Regions from separate parts of the Gossypium hirsutum genome. Here region 2 is linked to region 1. The links are chromatin contacts, called in public Hi-C maps. All regions are on one chromosome and are shown on one strand. The core of a region is the stretch at or near the end of the contact, and the rest is flanking DNA. Distances in the headings are between cores, read along the strand shown.

Region 1 (5,726 bases), core at 1,736-4,235:
TCCAAGAAAAACTTGAGGGGTGAAGAGCCTATTATGAGACAAAATATTAAATATTGTTTACCTGAGGAGGTTCAAATCCGCCAGCATAATGGAAATATGACCCAACAATCAAAGCATGATCGGTGTCACCAGTGGATGTCCATATAGAGATTGCTTTTGTCCAAAAGCAGCGATTTGAAAAACTGCTTCGGAAATGAGTCACGTTTAAGTTCAAAGAAGTGTATAAAATAAAAATGGTTGAACAAAGAAATGGAAGATGTAATAGGAATGAGAAACATAAGCCGAGGAAAAAAAAATCATGCAGGCTATAGAGTCAACAAGGAATAGAAAGAAAAATGGGACAAAGTTTGATCTTAAGCTTCGATGCAACGATTAGTTAGAAGTAGATGAAAAGTTCACCTCATTATAGCCAATCCACCAGGCTTAAGAATCCGGCACATCTCTTTGAAAACATCAAGAGGCTTTGTTAGATAATCAACACTGACCTACAAGATTACATCCTTAAAACGCCATCCTTAACTCGGAGGTAGGTCATTAAAGCATAGCTTTCAGAGAGGAAGTGCAAAAATATTCTCAAGTATCTTTCATTTCATCTAAAATGGAAAAACAAGGAGAAGAGGGAAAGGAATAACTAATGCAAAAGGAAAGGAGTTATGGACGAGAGGAGAAAAAACACCCACCACATTGGTAATGACATCAAAGGAATTATCTTCAAAGGGAAGCTTAGGTTTCAAATTTAAGTCTTGCACAACATATTCTGTTAGAACCTACAAAGACAATTATTTAAGGTAATAATGTCATGAACAGCTGCAGTGTCATACTTCAGTTGTACTCATGAACTCACACAGATAATGATTTCTAGAACTTAATACTATTATTTTAGTAGAACTCATTAATAGATTGAAGTAACTATATCATTCAAGTTGTTGCTAAAATCACCCTTGTATAGCAGCATTTTGATGACCAGCTTATAATCCAACCAGTAAAAAAGTGAGAAGAAATGTTGAACTCACAGGGTTCCGCTTAAGCTCTTCCTCATTCATACCCATTCCAACTACCCGTTCTTGCTTGTATCCTTTTGGAAAATGACTGACCTAAACATAAAACCGAGAACAGCATCATGAGAATGTGATAGAGAAAGAGGGTGATCTCAACACTAAGAATGTCTTACCCAACTACTGCACATATCCAAGATGCTCACTCCAGGAGTATTGCTGGGAGGGAAAACCTCTGAGTAGTATTTAGTAAGTGCAGCAATGGCTGCATCATCAATATGCGTAACAAAGCGTGGCGCTTCATAGAACATCGAATCTGATGTTCTGAAAGGTGAATTAAAGCTATGAAAATATGAAACTCATCAATATGCTTAACGTTGAGAATAAAACTTGGAAATTGTTGAAGCAAAGTGTAAACTTTCAGCTAAATGATATCTGCTAGATTGAACCACTCGCTGAAGCATTAAATCCTTTAATCAGTATAATATAGGATGAGTTATGGAGTGCTGAGAGCTTTCCTGTTTGTTTAGCGGTACTAATCAACTTCTTTTTTCCTATTTTATATGGCAAAATCTAGAGGGAAATTATATGAGATACAGGTAACAAGTTTGGACTGCTTGATTGAAACAAAAAGCCCCCAGTCTTTGAGAAATAATAGATTCCACAGACTTGTGTTTTAATCTTGTTACTTTGTTTAAGTTAGAACAAAGAGTTTTGCCTAACATCTCGCACTTTCGCAACTCTCATTCTTCTATAACTGATGAAAGATGCTTGAAAATTTACTTCTCCAAATTCCGACCAGCAATCCCAAATGTGAATAAATCATCAAGAAGATGGTCAGTACAAAGCAGCAACAAGGATATTAATGCAAGGAATAACCAAAGCAGGAACAAAATGAGATGAATAACCTCAAGGAAAGACGAAATTTAACATAAGAGTTCAATTTAAACAGCAAGATGTAGTTTGGATTATTTACTCATCGAAGCGTTGGAAATCCTCGTCCTTGAAGGGGAACTGCTTTGGCCATTCCGCATTCTGCAATGCCTATGAAGCCAAGCAAGGAGATTTGGTGAACTATAGAATTAGGACAATGGTGGAATGATGAGAACTCCAGAAAGTAACTAAAAGCATACATGAACTGAAAAGCAAGAAACAGAAGAGGCTATTAAACTCCACCAAGCACTTCGATTCATAGATTAGCTGTTTTTACTTGTGAATGCGCGCGCGTGAAACCATTCACTACTACCAATTGCATTGCAGGACCTAATTGAGGTTCGGGAACTCAGCTCAAAATCATCTCTGATTTAAGAACTTGTATGCATGATTAAGTTCATTCTCAGTGAATCCAACGCAATTGTTTCATATCAAAGTATATACCTTTTAACCCTTTGGTGCTGAACTGAAGAACTAAAGGGCAATAAGATTTGTTGCCTACCCACTTATACAATTTTCATGAAGAATAATAAATAAATGAAGTGCAAAATTTTCTTTTATTACAGGCCAAGAATTGATCAACTATACAATCCAATGAACTTAATCTTTATTATGATCAAGCATCAACTAATGAGTTAGGAGGTTCTTTTCTTCCATTTTGATACAAACCCATTTTCAAAAGCTTATAAATTGCCTATAAAATTGAAATAACCCACAAGCTATTAATGAAAAAAAACCCAGGAACCAAATGGAAGAAAGAAGAAATAATAATCAATTGGAAAATAAACCTGTTCAACAGCACCCTTTAGCCTTGCAGAAGCAATAAAAGATTTGCTATTGCCGGCCATGTTCATGTACTGAGCCCAAAATGAAGCTCCTAAGCCTACCACCAGTCTACGTGGCAGCCTACCACCATTGTTCCATTTTTTTAGCTTACACGAAAGACTAGAGACAGAAGCAACAGCCGGAGCATGAATTGTAGCGGAAATTAAGCGAGAATAACAAACAGCAGTCAAGACGGGAAACCTTTGTTGCAGTTGAAGTCCGAGGATTGCCATGTTTGACGTCACCTCATCGTATATATAGGTTTGTACTTTTATATGATGCTACCTGGGATATGATATCAGCCACGTGGGGCATTGACAACCGTCTGATCAGTTGTGGGTGTAGTCTCCATACTTTGATGTCTTATCTTAATATTAGTGATTCAGATTGGGTTTACGTGGATATCTTACTCGTCATCTATTGTTTCCAAGGTCCACGGTTTCATCATTTCATTACAATGGCTGCTAGGTTTGATCTACTTTGTGAAAGCCGCATACATACCATTTTAAGACATCGAATTTCTTATATTGTACGGATAGAGTTCGGGGGAAAAAAAGGTAAGGATGGTTCAGATTTCAGAAACATGGGAATTTGATTTCCACTTGAATTTGGAGGTTACATATATAACAGGCAGAATAAGAATGAGAAAGAATGCTGCAAAGCTACGAAAAGAATGCTGCAAAGCTACGAATTTCTACTTGAGTATTCTTTTACACAGAAAAATGCCAATATACAGGAATACTATTAAGATAAGCTGAAAATGAGTGTCGACTGGATGTGCAATATACATGGAAATGCACATATGGAGACACATGCTTTATAACGAATCGCTTGTTTGGGTTGACACAGCTGGCTTCTCAATTGGTGCAGATACGGATTCGAGATTCAGGTCTCCGACTGCCTTTGACGGACCAATGTTGCAATGCGGTTGTCTGTGAGTTTGGATAGCATCCTTTATTTTCTGAAACTGCAGATGATAAGGAAAAGTAGCTAATCATTTTATTTTGAATATTTCTTTAAATGATGCAGTTGCATAAGAAAATTGGTCGTCTATACATGCAAGTCAGAAGCCTAAATATGCATAAAGAAGAGTCTTCTAGTACGTTGTCCTTCCACCTTGAATATTTCTCTTCCTATTCACTTAACCAAATAACCAGCACCAAAAAGAGGGAAAAAAGGAATCATTATTCTAACATGCAGCATTTCAAGCAAGTTACAGTATGCTGAAAGATTCTTCTGATGGTGCACCTATGGTCGAGCAAGCAATGTACTCTAGAACCAGATTTCAATGCATCAACCTCTTTTTCAAGGACAGTGCTCTAATGTTGGGCTAAATTTTCCTATGATTATTCTATGGCTAACTTCTTTTTTTTTCCCCTTTCTATTCCATTTCCCAGCAGCCAAGTGGAGAACAGTTAACTTATACAAGTGCAAACATGACCATGGGCTCGGAGGGGATAAAATACAAACCTTGGCTAGCGAACAAGAAAATGATTCCAGTTGACCATGTGCACCACGGTAGAAGTGGAAATAAGGAAGCACCTTCACATTCAAACTTTTACACATAGACTTATTCTCATCAAAATTGACTTTGAGGAACAAAATTTCAGGGTTTTCTTGGGCTGTCCTGCAGAGCTGCCAGATTCATCAAAAGGCAACATCAGGAAAAAGTTGCCATAGTTCAGAAACAACATCAGCTATTTCAAAAAGTGGATAACATTAAATGCTTCAAACATTAATTACTTAAAGAGCACAGCTATTAGCCTGATTTGAGAAACTGTTATCAGATGCATTCTTGAGTAGATGCATGCAGTGAACTGAAAAACTTTTGCTCTGTCAAACAAGATGAGTAGATAGTGCAAGCATCAGTTTTATTATTTGGTTACATGGAAATGACTAAATTATATTAGTCTCAACAAGTAGTAGTTGCTGGAAAGCGTGCTCCCACCCCACATGCCCCCTCTTTTCCAGTTATTTAATCTGAAGATCCATTGCATTTCATGGATATCTCACACTAAGAGATTATGAATTTCATCGAAGGCTTTATGCTGCTCCAGTAAGCTTTTTGATTGCATATTTTCATTTCATATAGAAAGACCCTGTGCCAATATTTCCTGATAAAGAAGGATGGCCGTTATATCGGAGAACAACTGAACCCTCCACTGATCATCATGTCATCTAGACCACCTTAACAAATGTCAACTTCTGTATAAATTGCCAAGACCAGGTGAAACTCAGCATAACCAAGATCCACTTGGCAACTCAGAGTCATTATCTATTTTTCATCATTTTATTGGAATAAGAATAACACTATATTTATACAAGATATACCTAAAGCACTTCCAACGCAAAAATCAAATAGAATTAATAGGGACTAAAAGTTGATTTTGAACATTCAAGTATTACAAAACCTGAATAGAGGTCAAGAAAGGCATTAGTTACCTTAGGAAATAGAGCTTTGCAAGAAGCACACCAAGTTCCATAAAATTCAACAATTACTAATCTGTCTCCAGCTTCACTTAAGGCACTCAAAAACTCTTGAGTGGAGTGAATGTCAATCATATTTGGTCCTGCATTCCTTTCCCACCATTTCGGCTGGTTTGTTTCAGTGATAGTTGCATGAACCTGCAATAAGAAACTTGGTTAATGGTTCTAAATCTCATCTGTAGGACACAAATCAATAGTTTCTCCAAATAGTATCAAGAAATCCAGTAAAGTCCAGTGCAGGACAACATTTCATACATAATTAGCAGTAAGACTGACTCAAGTCACCACAAGTTAATGCTATCAGCCATGAATGACGAGAAGAAGCCATAAATGCTGGAGAAGTTTTCGTGCTTAAATCTTTTAACATGTTTTACCCTCATGCAATTCATAATAACAATAAATAAGTGAATGCTATCAGCCATAAGTGATAAGAAGTCCAAATCAAGTGAAACTGTGTAACTAAAATTGCAAGAGATTTCACCACAG
Region 2 (5,286 bases), core at 1,996-4,495, 210 kb after region 1:
GATTGGTCTAAAAGGGGAAGCCTTAAAGCTTCACACCGTTGCTGGAAGCTCCTCTGTTGAATGGGTTGAAGGATCACAATTGGTGAAGAAACAACCTATGACTTGGTACAAGGTTAGGAAAATTCCATGTTAATTAAACAGATACCATGTTCGAACCTATAGAACCGGATTTAAATATAGAACATGTGTTGTTTGCAGACAACTTTTGATGCACCAGGAGGCAATGAACCATTAGGTTTAGATATGAGTAGCATGGGAAAAGGGCAACTATGGATCAATGGCCAGAGTATTGGACGCCACTGGCCTGGCTATATAGCCCATGGAAATTGCTATGCTTGTGATTATGCCGGAACTTATAGTGACCAGAAATGCCGAACTAACTGCGGAGAGCCTTCTCAAAGATGGTGAGGAACTACTCCGTTTTTGGTTATTATTTGTTGGATCCGATTCGAACATTCGTAACTGAGTTTTGGGTTGCAGGTACCATGTACCACGTTCATGGCTGAAGCCAAGTGGAAACTTTTTGGTGGTGTATGAAGAATGGGGAGGTGATCCCAACGGGATTGCTTTGGCTAAAAGAACAACAGCAAGTGTATGTGCTGATATATTTGAAGGGCAGCCAACAATGAAGAAACGGGGAATGCTAATCGCAGGAAGAATCAGTAGACCGAAAGCCCATTTGTGGTGTCCTCCTGGCCAGAAAATTTCTAAAATAAACTTTGCTAGCTATGGAATGCCTGAGGGGAGTTGTGGAAACTTCCGTGAAGGAAGCTGCCATGCCCACAAGTCCTATGGCGCATTCCAAAAGGTATGCCTAAACCTATGAAAGATCTTGAAATTTTTACTAGTTTTCACTGTAATTAACATGGTCTGTTTGCAGAATTGCATCGGAAAACAATCGTGTTCGGTAACCGTGGCTCCCGAAGTATTCGGAGGAGATCCATGTCCAGGTAGCAGGAAGAAGCTATCAGTTGAAGCTGCATGCAAATGAAGAAGTCTAAATAGAGTGATACATTAAAGAAGCCTAGACTAGTTCATATTCAGTACATAGATACTTCCTTACCATCTCTGTGAGCTTTCAAGGTATCGCTCACTGCAAAGATGATATGATTTATGTGCATAGAGAAAGCCATTGATTGTCTGATACAGCACAGAGAAAGCATATATGGGATCGGTTTGTAAAAGAATCTAGGATTATTCTAGTTTCCCGGAATTCAGTTTATATAGCATACATGGGATTGATTCTCTTTGTAAAAATAAATGGAAAAAAGTAAAAATCCAAGCATTTTTCAAATTTTAAATAGCATTTTACAGTCTCTTCTGGTATTCATAATGTTGCAGTTTCATCTTTGACCTATTAAGTAGAGTAGATGTGTGGTAATCAGAAAGAGTTGTAAATTAGGTAGTAATTAGGAGGTAGAGAATGATTAACCATTGGCACACTGATTAGAAGTGGCGGTTGATAATGATGATCAGTAGGCAAATTTGATGACAGGGATGGGGCAATGGGTGGCAACGAGTGGATTGGGAAATGTCACACAACGACATGATCACTTACTGAGGGCGTGTTTGGCCTTGGCTCCTCTTTTGCGCGGTGGTGTCTCCGGCGTGTTTCCAGACTTTTAGCGGTGGGCATGGCGTTGGGGATGGTAGAGCTGATAGCTAGAGTTTCTGTGGGTTGGTTTTTTGAGCTTAGGATTGGGCTTTCTGTTTATTTTTTTAAGCTCTTGGGGTTTTCTTTAAAGAACAAAAACTAAATTCAGGAGTTGATCACAGAAGGTTGTTTGAGTGATATCCATGAGACAAAAGAGGGATATTGACTGTGGAGTTACATAATATAATACTCTTTGCAAAGCAAAAGGAAAGGATAGAGATAAGGACCAGTGTTTGTTCAATTAATCAATCACGTTTTGAAATTACTTGAAAATCACGTAACTCGTGCTTTTTATTAAATCTGGCCCTCACACTTGATGGAAAATCCCCTTCTTATCTTTTTCCCACCACTACTACTTTACCCCTAATGATTATGATGCCACATATCTCTATCTGCATGCCGTCTAATTAATTCTCTAAAACCCTATTTCTCTAATCTACTCTTCAATTTCCACTATTAACAAATGTGGCCATAACTGTTCACGTTTACTCACAAATTTCAAAAAGGGCACTCACTCCTCCTCCAGCAACTTCGTCAGCTGCTCTTCGTCCCATGCCCATCTCCATTCCGACTCCACCACCCACCCACGCGCCTCTTCCTCGTTTCCGCCCCCACGCCCCACCCTCCTCCGCTTCCAACCACTCCCTTATTCCTTCCAAACCCTTCACCTTCGACCTTACAATCCCACCCATGTCCACGCTGGCCATCACGCTCGACTCCGACTCCGAAAACGACGACCCGCAGCTCTCTTCGTTGCCGTTGATGGTGATGTACGAAGACGACGACTGAAATATCAACGCCGACGAATACGGATTGTCGCTGAACCTAACCCTCATTCCGTACGACGCCGGAGAATACGTGTACAATGACGCTGACATGGTCGTTTCCGCTGAGTCGTCCAGAAGCTTCAACAACTCGCTCATCGAGTCAGCCTCGCTACCTTCCACCGATAACCACCCCATAACTTCATCGCTTAACTCAGCTACTCCCGCATCTCTCTGCCGTTTAAACTCCGGAGACTCGGCGCCGGTGACGTCGTCGGTTTCCGCTTTCCTTCCCTCCTCTTCCTCCATGCTAATATTTTTTTTTCTTCAAAGAGAAAAAACGAATGATAAAAATGGTAAACCACGAAGACCTTATATATATAACGACGTGTAAAGGAAATGATACGGAAAGTTGATTTTGATTTAATGGCTGATGCATTTAATGCCAGCCGTCTGATTCGATGGTTTTAAAATCTCTTAAATGACGTGGCTGATCATCTTTTGACGGGGAGACTGGGACTCCATGTGCCGAAAAGCGAGTGCCGCGTGGAGGGCTTGTGCTTACGTGGCAGAAGAGCCTATGCAGAAAAATGGCGGGAAAACCCTTCAATGGAGGAGCCCTAAATAAATACTTGTCAATATTTTTGGTACTCCCATGGCTTTTATGACTTGTAAAATTACAACTATACCCTTTTTATTTGTAGAAATTACTTGACTCTCAAAAATTATTAGTCCACAATAGACCTATTCATGAGTCGGGTCATCCAGTCCAGCCTGAAGGTCCATTAGAAATGTGAGAAAGTTTAAAATAAAAATATAGGCCAAAAAATGGGCTTAGACAAAAAAAGGCTCGTTTAAAAAATAGGTCGAGCATTGGGTAAGGTATTTTTGGCCCGGACCAGGCTCGAATTCATTAAAGGACAAATTTTTTTGTTTTTTAATATTATTTTCTTATTGTTTTCTCCCTAGTTTGCTACCATTTTACTATTATGTTACTACTATTTTGTTGTTACTGTTTAGATATTGTATAAAACTTATTTTATTGTTAATTTTGTTATTATTTAGAGGCATTTGTTTGTTAAGTTGCATCTAACTTAGTATTATTTAAGTATACATATTTTTAAAATTTATTTTCAATTTGTTGGGAAATATTTATTTTGATGTTTTTAGTATTTTTGATGTATTATATATTTTTTAAAATAATATAAAAATTAATATGGGCAGGCCGAGTCGGGCTCAGGTTTTAACATTTTTATCTAAGCCGAGCTCGGGAAAAATTTTAGGCCCATTTTTCGGGCCAGGCAGGGGCCAAGCCTAGTAAACGGGCCTAAAATTTTAGTTGAGCCCGGCCCTACCCATGCACACCTCTAGTCTACATTAAAACCCTAAATATAATCCTATTAGAATAAAACGTATGCTTCTTTCTATTATAAAAATATAACACGGTTAAAATATGTCACAAGTCCTATACTTTTTAAAAATAAAAATTTAGATTTTTTTTATATTTCATCAAATTTAGTTTTTATATCTTTAAAATTTTAGAATTCAATTTCAACTCTTAACACTATTTTTTTTTGTTAAATTCATTGTTGTGATATTTTTCAAATAAAAAAATATTCACTTAATAATTATATAATTAAAAAGTTAACATTAATTTAAAAAAATATTAACAATGTTTTATAATTAGACTTGAATTTTAAAATTTTAAAATAAAAAAATTATGAAATAAAAAAATGAATTAATTCCTAATTTTTACAGCGCATTTTAACCTTTATAAAATTATATCAAATTTGAGGGGAAAATTAGAAAGATAAAAGGGGTTTGACAAAAGCAACTTTCACTTTTTTGTGGCAATTTCTCTTTTCTTTTCAGCATTTAATTTCTTTCCTAACGGGACAGGCATCTCGAGATCTCAAAAATCTGTCGAAAAGTAAAAATTAACATCCCTTCTCTTTCTTTCTTCTTTTTCTTTTTCAGTTTTAGTACCTTCTATAAAAGAAAAAAGCAATTTTTTTACATTAAAACAAAACAAGTTACTTTAAAAAAACTAAAATTTTTCAAGGTTGTACTTTTTTTCTTTTGTTTTGGTTACCAATGGTGCCAGCTTTCGAGTTAGTTATACCAGTCTTTTTCTTCCTCATTAACTCAATTTTTCTTTTTTTTCTTCTCATTCTTTTCATTTGTCTGTTCTCTTTTCATATTATATATCTATTTTGTTGATATCTTTGTTGATTTAGACTTATGTTGTTTTAAATTTTATATATTTTTTTGTTTTTCTTGTTTAACGGGTATTCATTTTTAGAATTTTTTGTCTGCTCTTGTAGTATGTTTTTTAGTTTTACTTTTGCAAGTAATTTTAGGGATGATTTTGTTACCGTCCTCTCTAATTTGGTAGATGTTTAGTTATTTTGTCAACTTTTTCCCATTATTTTGGATCATTCGGGGCTGAATTTCTTATTGAATTAAATAATTACAATCACTCTAAATACGTAGTACTTGAATTATGATAGAGCCAATTACTAATATGCCATAGTGTTCATTTGCTAGACTTTATACTTTACCACCTATAACATGGGTTTTTTTTTTCTCCAGATTGCATCATCCCGGAATGAAATAATAATCTCTTTTAAAAAAAACCAACTTAAAAAATCATCACTTGAGCTGCGAATGATTTTATTAATATTTATTAGTCCTTAAATTTATATGTCAGTCATCACTCAAATAAATGAATGACATGCATGAAAGATATTATATATAACAATATTTTTCACACCCAGGGTGATTTTTTTTAAAGTTTAAATATAATTAATAATATATAATTTTATTAGGTTTTTAAAAATAAAGAAATTATTTGAAGTGTGCTTTTTT

The links. A called contact is a pair of places that touch in the nucleus more often than the background predicts.
Region 2: a contact with region 1 is called in a Hi-C map of leaf, with 1.8 times the contacts expected there. The contact joins the promoter of LOC107901114 here to the promoter of LOC107901122 in region 1. A contact is called at or near these places in 3 of 34 Hi-C or Micro-C datasets (hypocotyl and leaf).

What each region holds. Positions count from the first base shown.
Region 1 is chrD06:13,151,397-13,157,122 of Gossypium_hirsutum_v2.1, forward strand. It overlaps LOC107901122, which reads right to left and starts at 2,986. Exons shown (of 7, transcript XM_041095717.1): 1 at 2,717-2,986; 2 at 1,972-2,039; 3 at 1,172-1,319; 4 at 1,014-1,094; 5 at 400-485; 6 at 62-182. The coding sequence starts at 2,986. LOC107901123 (thioredoxin-like 2, chloroplastic) reads right to left here. Exons shown (of 4, transcript XM_016827003.2): 2 at 5,196-5,378; 3 at 4,224-4,388; 4 at 3,327-3,720. The coding sequence ends at 3,571.
Region 2 is chrD06:13,364,617-13,369,902 of Gossypium_hirsutum_v2.1, forward strand. It overlaps LOC107901114, which reads right to left and starts at 3,246. Exons shown (of 1, transcript XM_016826991.2): 1 at 1,869-3,246. The coding sequence starts at 2,727. The coding sequence ends at 2,140. LOC107901113 (beta-galactosidase) reads left to right here. Exons shown (of 18, transcript XM_016826990.2): 15 at 2-112; 16 at 199-404; 17 at 481-808; 18 at 881-1,306. The coding sequence ends at 991.